Regions from separate parts of the Mus musculus genome. Here region 1 is linked to region 2. The links are chromatin contacts, called in public HiChIP or PLAC-seq maps. All regions are on one chromosome and are shown on one strand. Each heading gives the region's core, a stretch centred on a gene start, on an enhancer-like site or on the middle of the called end of the contact. The rest is flanking DNA. Distances are from core to core; before and after follow the strand shown.

Region 1 (4,410 bases), core at 973-3,472, 2.9 Mb after region 2:
TTTGCTGATGTGATGTATCTCCCTGCATCCGGCCAGGAACCGAAGGAGCAAGGAGAGCTCACCAACCTAAAGTGCTGTATGAAAGCCCATTAATAAACCTCCTGGCAAGGACACAGTGTGCACCATTCATAAATCTGTGGCCTGTGGGAAGGAGCCATGGAGCAACCTGTGGAGTGGCCTGGAAGGGAGTCTGAGGCTGCTGAGCTCTGGACATTCTTGAAGTTCCTCTGTAAACTTGGGGTCATGGGCATCTGCACTCCGAGTGGGGGACTGTTACCAGTCTGAAGCCCTGGAGCCTCAAACCCCAAGATGAATTTGTCTTCTTACTTAGAATATAGACCAGATGATGGTCTTGCAATTCCATTATCCCAGGATGCCCAGGAGAATTCAGACAAGAGACTGGGCCTCCTTGTCAGAAGGCTAAAGGACAAACACATGCAGAATAATTGTTGAGAGCCAGGCAGCCTAAATACTCTACTCCAATGAATCCCTCAATAACTTGATAAATCCTATCATGATCATCATTTTGGAGAGGTGGAAAATGGGGCCTCATGAAAGTAAAGTCATTCCCCGCACAGAGCTAGTCAACCCAGGCTGGACTGCTCCAAGTTGTCCAGAACACGGTAGGACACAGTTAAATGTGAGAGGTACAGTTCAAACTCAGGTTGCCGGGCTCCCTGGACCTCTATGCTATTCCACAATGTCTTCCTCTGCACTAGTGCTTTTCAGCAGGGAACATTTCACTTGTCGGAAGATGTTTGACATTATGGATTGTCATAGCTGGGGAGGAAGGAGTACTGCTGTCATCCATCAGACCAAGACCAGGAATCCTGCTAAATATCCCACAGTACACAGGGTGAGCCCTATGACACAGAATTAGCTGGCTAAGATACCAATGGGATTGAGGTTGGCAAACTATGTCCCTGAATCACCAAAGACTGAATTGTTTAGCGTCTGAGCTCTTCCAGGGTCTCGGGTTGAGGTAGGGCCAGGAAGCTCAGGCCAGCAATCTCCTAAGCGCTGTGTGGAACTCTGGCACACATGGCTGTTCTGTTACGGGTTTGTAAAATGGGAGAGCAGGCAGGGCAACTTTAGGAGGGAAGAGATTCACCAAAATCAAGATGTCTTTTTGGAGAAGACTTCTGTGCTACATCTGGTATTCTACTGGCCAGTCATCTCTGTCTCACTGTGTCTAAATACCTGAGGCACTCAATGTACAAGAGTGTTTCAATGCATGCATGCATTCTGAGGTTTCAGTCCACAGTGGCTCAGTTCACTTGCTTCAGGCCTGTGGCACAGAAATCATCAGGGCAGAGGAGGCTGCTCACCGGTGGCAGCCAGTAAGCAGAGATGAAAAGAAAGGGACTGAGATACCAATCACACTTTCATGGGCAGAACCCTATGAACCTGATGCCTTTCTACAGAGCTCCACACTAAAGACTCTACTAGCTCCAAACACTGCCACAAAGCCTTCAACAAGCCTTCGGGGTATATCTAAGGTCTAAACCATAATTGTAGTGATCAATCTTAGATGCCAATGTCAAATGCTTCCCTAGGTGTTTCCAGGAAAATTTGATAGGTGTAGTTAATTCTACAATAAGCTAGTTTTGAGTAAAGGATACCTGGGTTGACTGGACTCAGTGGCTCCAAAGGCCCTAACAGTAGAGTGGAAGTCTCCCCACAAAGGTGGGTGGAAGGGTCCCACTCACAGACAGCATCGCCCTTGATGCAGGCAGAGAGGTGCAGCCTGCCCTTGGGACGTCAACCTTTCCCTGCCAGCCCGCACCACCACAAAGCCAGTTCCCAGCATCTCTTTATAGTGATCATCTCTGTCTGCTTGGCTGGTTAACCCTGCTTACCACAAGTAACTCACAATCTCCAAGGGGAGAATAAAGCTTTATGACAATTCCCAAAGTGATTTGTCCAGCAAAGCCTTGAATTTGAAGAGCATCCTGTGGGATCATACTCCAGATGTCTTTTTCTGACAAGCAGTAACACAAGGAAACTAGGCAGTTTGGCCAGTTCTTTGGCCCGGCTTCTATGGATGGTATCGGGTTCTCACTATGGACAGAGGATCCTTACCACTACATGCCATCTGCCGGTTGCCCTTCTCCACTACACAGGAGGTGGTCCTCTTGCATCCATCCTTGAGGCACATCCAACACCATGACTGAGATTTCTTAGGTCTAGACCTTTGCTCTCAGTAAGCAGAGCTGATAAGCCTCAGCCCCTGAATACGCAGCAGTCAAAACGGCATGGTTTATGCAGAGCACCTGGCACACAGTGGGTGTTCAACTCCTGTGCCAAGACCCTCCCCTCTGATGACAAGCTGTGCTAAAACAGGCCTCCTACTATATAAGGAATAAGCAGGGTTTTTAAACCACTCAATATGGGCAACAGTTGCCAAATGATGCTACGGAGCTCTCCTAGGCCCGAGGCCCGCCCTAAATTTAACAGGCCTGTGTTTACAAACCCAAATCCATGCATCTCTGAGGCTCCCACACATATCCCAGCTGTCCGCCTGAAAAATTCCGCGTGGAGAGTCTCTGGCAGAGTCTCCACCAGCTGGTAACTCTCAGAGTGTTCCTGACACTTGGTCTGAGCCTTAGGCACACTATTCACAGGCGAAACCCAGGAGCTCCTCCTTCTACCTGAAGACTGGTAGGACTCTGAGCTGGTGGATTGCAACCAGGATTCTGAGGCTAAGCCACACACGGAAGATTCTAGGAGCTAAGACAAGCCTCTCTGCAGAGCCTGGCTTTTCTCTCTCTATCCTTTACTCATTCTCTGTATGTACTAGGCTGACACACATGCACAACATCACACCTTCCTACAATTCAGCTATCCTGAAACTGTCCAATAGCACTGAACACAGCCCAGAACCCAGAAAGACACAGAAGTCTCTAGATTGGACACAGAACATAGACTGATTCTCTGAACCACGTGCAGCGCCGTAAGCCTTCCCTCGGACCTTATTTCCCTTTCCTATGGGCTATTTCTCCAACTGAGAGACACCTAAATCACCAGACAGCTTGGTAAATACAGATTGCTTGTTCTACCCTTCCCACCCCACTCCAGTGATTCTGATTAGGCAAGTCTGGAACAGGACCGGAGGAATGGGCATCTCTAAGGAGTTCCCAGGTGAAGCTGATGTCACCAGATCAGGGGCTGCTCTCAGGTTAGGGGGTGGCTGCTTTACAGATTGGATGAGTCAAGCCCACTGACTCTAAGTAATCCTGAATCAGAATGGAATCTCCCTCTGTGTGTGTGTGTGTGTGTGTGTGTGTGTGTGTGTGTGTGTGCGCACTGGGGGCGGGGAAGATGCCGATAGTGGTGAGTCTCAAGAAAGAGAAAGCCAGGCTGACAGCTGCAGGAAGTGACAGTTGACAGCCTGAGAGCACAGAAAGAGACAGCAAACTATAAAAAGCAGACTTAAGAACTCAAAAAGCAAAACGGACCGAAGCCATCTCTGTGGGATACAGTTACTATATTCTCCAGATCCAACCTCAGGAAGAACTCTCTCCAAGCCCCGTGTGACCCTGGGAGTCACAGTGAAGACCCTATCATGTGAAGGAAGCTATACTTAGGCTGCTTCCAGGGCAGGGAAATGTAAAAATTAATGTTCTAAAAATTGACATCTAATTCATCGGCAGTAAAGATCATCGGGGGTTTAATGGGTTATAAACTTGGCACTATGAAAAACTTTTCACCATGAACTAACCCATTTGCTCAGTTTTCTAGGCTCCTACCGTGTGTGCACCTGCACATATGTATATCCTGCACCCATATACAGATAAATATCTGATGTAGAAACATTCTGTGGGGTGTTGAGAGACATCATGAGTTATAGAGACCATGCTTAGCACACACCAGGTCCTGGGTTCCAGTGCCACCATCAAATTACTCCACTAATGAATGTAAGCAGTACAATTCCCCACTCCCCATACCATAGCCCCTTCATCATTTCTTCCTTGACCGTCTAGACAAGGCTGGGTCCCATCTGGAGCTCCCATTTGCATACCTAATTGTTCTAACTCTGTATTTCTCACCACACTGCAATGTAATACATTCAATAGCCTCTTTCTGAGCTTTTCCGTTCCTAGTAGGGCAGAGTGTAGCAGGTGCTTAGTGAATGGGTGTTGTTTGAAGGCATATCCTTAACCTTGCCGTATCTAAGTACACACACACACACTCACACGCACTCATTTATAAAGAAAATGTAGGTCAAGGAGTTTGAGTATATGCCTCGAGGCAGCCCCAATTTCTGAAAGCAGGCTTAACTGTGCTTATTTCTGCTAGCAAGGGAGCGTGGAGGTCCTCCGCAGAGAGTGCTGTCTCTCACACTTCCTGATTTTAATCAGAACTACATATTCTGGGTGAGGTGGCAAGAAGAAAGAGGCTGTAAACTCA
Region 2 (4,643 bases), core at 490-2,989:
TTTGTCTTCCAGTCACCCCAAACCCAAACCTCAGAAGACTCAGGACAAAAACAAAAAACAAAACAAAACAAAACAAAAAACAGAAAAGGCAAACAAAACAGAACAGGACACACAGGACCAAGAAGGCAGTGTGACCTCTCCCTAGTGCCCTGGACAGGAGTTCATCTATCTCCTAAGACACTGTATCCAGATGGGATCCTAGTAGAAGAGGACCAGATGTTACGTAAGGAAAGCAATGACTTACCAATGAAGGCTCCTCATCCAGGTGCTTGCTGGGTTTCTTTTCCTGCAGCTGTGGACCTCCGAACTGAAATCAAGCCTGCAGGGGCCTTGGAACGTCTCAAGGTGCACACCCTGGGCAGTGGTGCTCTGGTACCTGAGGTTTGAAGGGAAGGGTCCAGGTTCTGAATTTGGGTAGGGATTTGTTAAAGCTACCCTCCGCCCTAGCTTAGCCCCTCCCCCCCCGCCCCCCCACCCCCCCCTCCGTCCCCCGCCCCCCCCCCCCAATTTAGCTGTAACCCTCCTGCCTCATGCTTGTCAGCCACCTCATACTGCTGACAACAGTTTGGCTCAGAGAGAGATCAAGTTGGCCATATATCCTGTTCTGTTCTGAGGTTCTTAGAAATTCCCCAACCACAGCCTTCACTTGGGACCAACCAAAATAGAAACCAGCTTCAACTGTTATGCCTAAACTAGTAACAACTTGGGAAAGGCAGACCACCTGCAGCCCGCCCAGTACCTGCTTATAAAAGCTCCCTGTGGGGTTTTAACCTCTATAAACTGACCCTAGAAAACATTCAGGGTTGTAGCTTCCAGCTGTAGAGTCTGAGCTACATCTCTGATTGATCAATCTTAGGATGTGCGTTCGATAAACTATCCCTGACTGAAATCTATGTTTATACAGTTTATGGACCCTAACAGCTTCTTATATCACTGGAGCCTCCAAAATTAATTAATTTATTAATCCCACCGAATGAGGATAAAGAACACCTTATTCCGTGCACAGCCAAGTCTGTGCACAGCTGTCTCCCCCTAAATTTCCCATACTTCTCTTATAGGACAAAACCAATGGGAGAGAGAGGTATTTTGCAAGCAGGCGGGTTTACAGAGAGCACAAGGCAGTTATAGAACTCTTCCTGGAGCACAAGGTACAAAACATCTGTCGGGCACAGCCTAACTCCAAGAAACAGAATATTAAAACTTTTACCCCAGTCGGGTCTACAAAGTGAGTTCCAGGACAGCCAGGGCTACACAGAGAAACCCTGTCTCAAAAAACAAACAAAACAAAACAAAAAACTTTTACCTAGCCGGGCAGTGGTGGTGCACGCCTTTAATCCCAGCACGTGGGAGGCAGTGGCAGGTGGATTTCTGAGTTCGAGTCCTGCCTGGTCTACAAAGTAAGTTCCAGGACAGCCAGGGCTACACAGAGAAACCCTGTCTCGAAACCCTCTAGCCCCCACCCCACCCCAAAAAACTTTAACCTAACTGAGGCAGAATCTCAAAATGACTCCTGGTCTTAAATGGAGTCCGGCTGCTATCTCGACCCAAACTCCCCGACCCAGTAAACCGGACCCACGGTTCCACACGCTTCCGGGCGCTCCTGCCGCAAGGAGGCCGTCCGGATAACGGGCACTGCGAACACGGTCGGCCAGGACTCAACCCGGTACTCACCATGCAGCTCACGCACTGCAAGTCCCTGCCGCCGCCGCCGCCGCTGACGCAGTGCTGCCGCCAAAAAGCCAATTTCTCCCCAATTCCCGCCCCATTTTATGGTTCCTAAGCACAAAAGCCAATCAGAGGCCGTAGATTTGTGACGGATGGCCCGACGAACCCATACTACAGCTGCATTTGGAGGAAGGGGTGGGCTGCCCCAGCCTCTGGTCCAGCGAGGGGCCGGGAGGGGAAAGAAAAGTTAGTGCCACCTGATTCTTTTTTTGTTTGTTTGTTTTCGAGACAGGGTTTCTCTGTATAGCCCTGGCTGTCCTGGAACTCACTTTATAGACCAGGCTGGCCTCGAACTCAGAAAAAAGAACAAAGGATTCATATATTTTTGCCTCCCACACCTAGTTAGATTGCAACGCAAATGTTTTAATCCGCCCCCACCCCCACCCAGTAAAACCCTGGTTTAGTAGTGGCGCACACCTTTAATCCCAGCACTCGGGAGGCAGAGGCAGGCAGATTTCTGAGTTCGAGGCCAGCCTGGTCTACAAAGTGAGTTCCAGGACAGCCAGGGCTACACAGAGAAACCCTGTCTCGGAAAAAAAACAAAAGCCAAAACCAAAACCAAAACCAAAACCAAATCTTGGTTTACTCAAGGCAACAAACTGCATTCCAGGAGTCCCATGGCCTGCAGCAGTGACCTTGTAAAGATGAAGCATGGTGTGAGTATCTACATCTTAAGTCAGCCACACATTCACATTTGCTGGGGCTTGATCATTATTGAAAATAAGCCAAGGGTAGATGTGTTCTGCTTCTCCCCACGCCCCTTTCCTTCTGCATGAAGCCAGCTCAGTCATCGGGGTCTCAAAGGAGGGAGGGAGGTTAAAGAAAGAAAAGACAATTAAACAACATTATAACACGACCCCAACCAGGGCTGATGTGGGTTTATTTTTCTCCAGCTTGCTTTTATGTCATCTAAGGTCAGTTCTTAGATTAAAGACAATGTAGTCAAACAAGGCAATAAACAGGATGACCAAGACACAAGGAACACAGTACATTATTCTTATCTGAGCCTCCTCCCTTGTCCTCCAAGCCAAAAGTAAATATTCTTGCCAATATCCTTGAAGCTGCATCAAGGACTCTCCACACTGTGAGTATCCACATCTTAAGTCAGCCACCTATCCACTGAGGTTTGACCATCACTGAAGATAAGCCAAGGGTCAGATGTGTTCTGTTTCTCCTCATGCCCCTTTCCTTCTGTGTGACTCAGAAATGTATTCATGCCCCTTTCCTTCTGTGTGACTCAGAAATGTATTATTAAGAGAGACCAGAAACAAAAAAAAAAGAGACCAGATACTGCCGGGCAGTGGTGGCACACACCTTTAATCCCAGCACTTGGGAGGCAGAGGGAGGCAGATTTGAGTTCAGGGCCAGCCTGGTATACAGAGTGAGTTCCAGGACAGCCAGGGCTACACAGAGAAACCCTGTCTCGAAAAACCAAAAAGAAGGAGGAGGAGGAGATGAAGTGGGGGGGAGGAGGAGGAGGAGGAGGAGGAGGAGGAGGAGGAAGAGGAGGAAGGAGGAGGAGGAGGGGGAGGAGGAGGATGAAGGAGGAGGAGGAGGAAGAAGAAGGAGAAGGAGAAGGAGAAGAAGAAGAAGAAGAAGAAGAAGAAGAAGAAGAAGAAGAAGAAGAAGAAGAAGAAGAAGCAGCTGCTGCCTCTGCTCTTTCCGAGGTCCTGAGTTCATTCAAATTTCAGCAACCACATGGCGGCTTACAACCATCTGTAATGGGATCCGATGCCCTCTTCTTGTGTGTCTGAAGACAGTGACAGCATATGGACATACATAAAATAGACAATCTTTTAAAAGGGGAAGGAGGAGGAGGAGGAAACAGAGGAGAAGGGTTTTCACCTGAAGAGTCTCTGTCACAATATCAGTTCCCAAGGCTGTGCTATATCTGTGACCTGTCAGTTTGCTGGTGAAATTATAAGTAGCAAAGAAGGGTGGCAAGATGAAGGGCAGTTCTGCCATCAACGAGATGGTGACCCAAGAATACACCATCAATGTTCACATGCACATCCATGGAGTAGGCTTCAAGTAGTGTGCTCTTAGGGCACTCAAAGACCATGAAGGAATGGGGAACTCCAGATGTGCCCATTGACACCAGGCTCAATAAAGCCTTCTGGGCTGAGGGAATAAGGAATGTTCCTTATTGCATCCGAGTACATTTGTCCAGAAAACATAATGGGGATGAGGAGTCACCAAACAAGCTCTACACATTGGTAACTTACTCTTACGTGCCTGTTCCACATTCAAAGATCTACAGTCAATGTGGGTGAGAACTAACCTGCTGAATGCCAAATAAAGCTGCAGAACCACCGAAGAAGGAGGAGGAGGAGGAGGAAAGGAGGAAGAGGAGGAAGAAAGAAAGAAAAGGAAAAAAGAAAACCTGGGTGTTGAATTTTCACCAGACCTGACAATAACTCTTTCCTTTCCTTCATTTCCCATTCACCAAATCTTTTCAGACTAGCCAATTAAATAATACAGTGAGGTCTGACTCCAGCCAATTGGGAAAAGATCCAGTCACCACCTGAGTTAGACAAACCGAATGCACACACTGCCTCTGTGTCTCTTCTGAGTGCATCCTCTGGATCAAAAGACATGCTTGTCTTGTTCAGACATTCAGTTGGAATCGGGGTCTCTTACTTTGCAACCCTGAAATTATTTCTCACAGAAGGAGTATTATTTAAAAACAACACAAAAACATTCCTGAAGCAACTAAACAGCCACACACAAAACAGTAAACTTTTTGTTTTGTTTTGTTTTGTTTTGTTTTGTTTTCGAGACAGGGTTTCTCTGTATGGTCCTGGCTGTCCTGGAACTCACTTTGTAGACCAGGCTGGCCTTGAACTCTGAAATCTGCCTGCCTCTGTCTCCCAAGTGCTGGGATTAAAGGTGTGTACCACCATGCCCGGCAAAACAGT

What was found. HiChIP or PLAC-seq counts read pairs in DNA pulled down with a chosen protein or histone mark.
Region 1: an H3K27ac HiChIP or PLAC-seq map of double positive thymocytes shows a contact between it and region 2, with 15 times the contacts expected there. The contact joins the promoter of E430016F16Rik here to the promoter of AU020206 in region 2. A contact is called at or near these places in 1 of 484 Hi-C or Micro-C datasets (pre-B cells) and 3 of 115 datasets of contacts at active chromatin or transcription factors (double positive thymocytes, large pre-B cells and pro-B cells).

The regions. Positions count from the first base shown.
Region 1 is chr7:78,715,998-78,720,407 of GRCm38.p6, forward strand. E430016F16Rik (RIKEN cDNA E430016F16 gene) reads right to left here and starts at 2,223. Exons shown (of 11, transcript NR_015542.2): 1 at 2,083-2,223.
Region 2 is chr7:75,780,381-75,785,023 of GRCm38.p6, forward strand. AU020206 (expressed sequence AU020206) reads right to left here and starts at 1,740. Exons shown (of 3, transcript NR_165329.1): 1 at 1,672-1,740; 2 at 245-376. RefSeq lists a cis regulatory region at 1,361-2,103.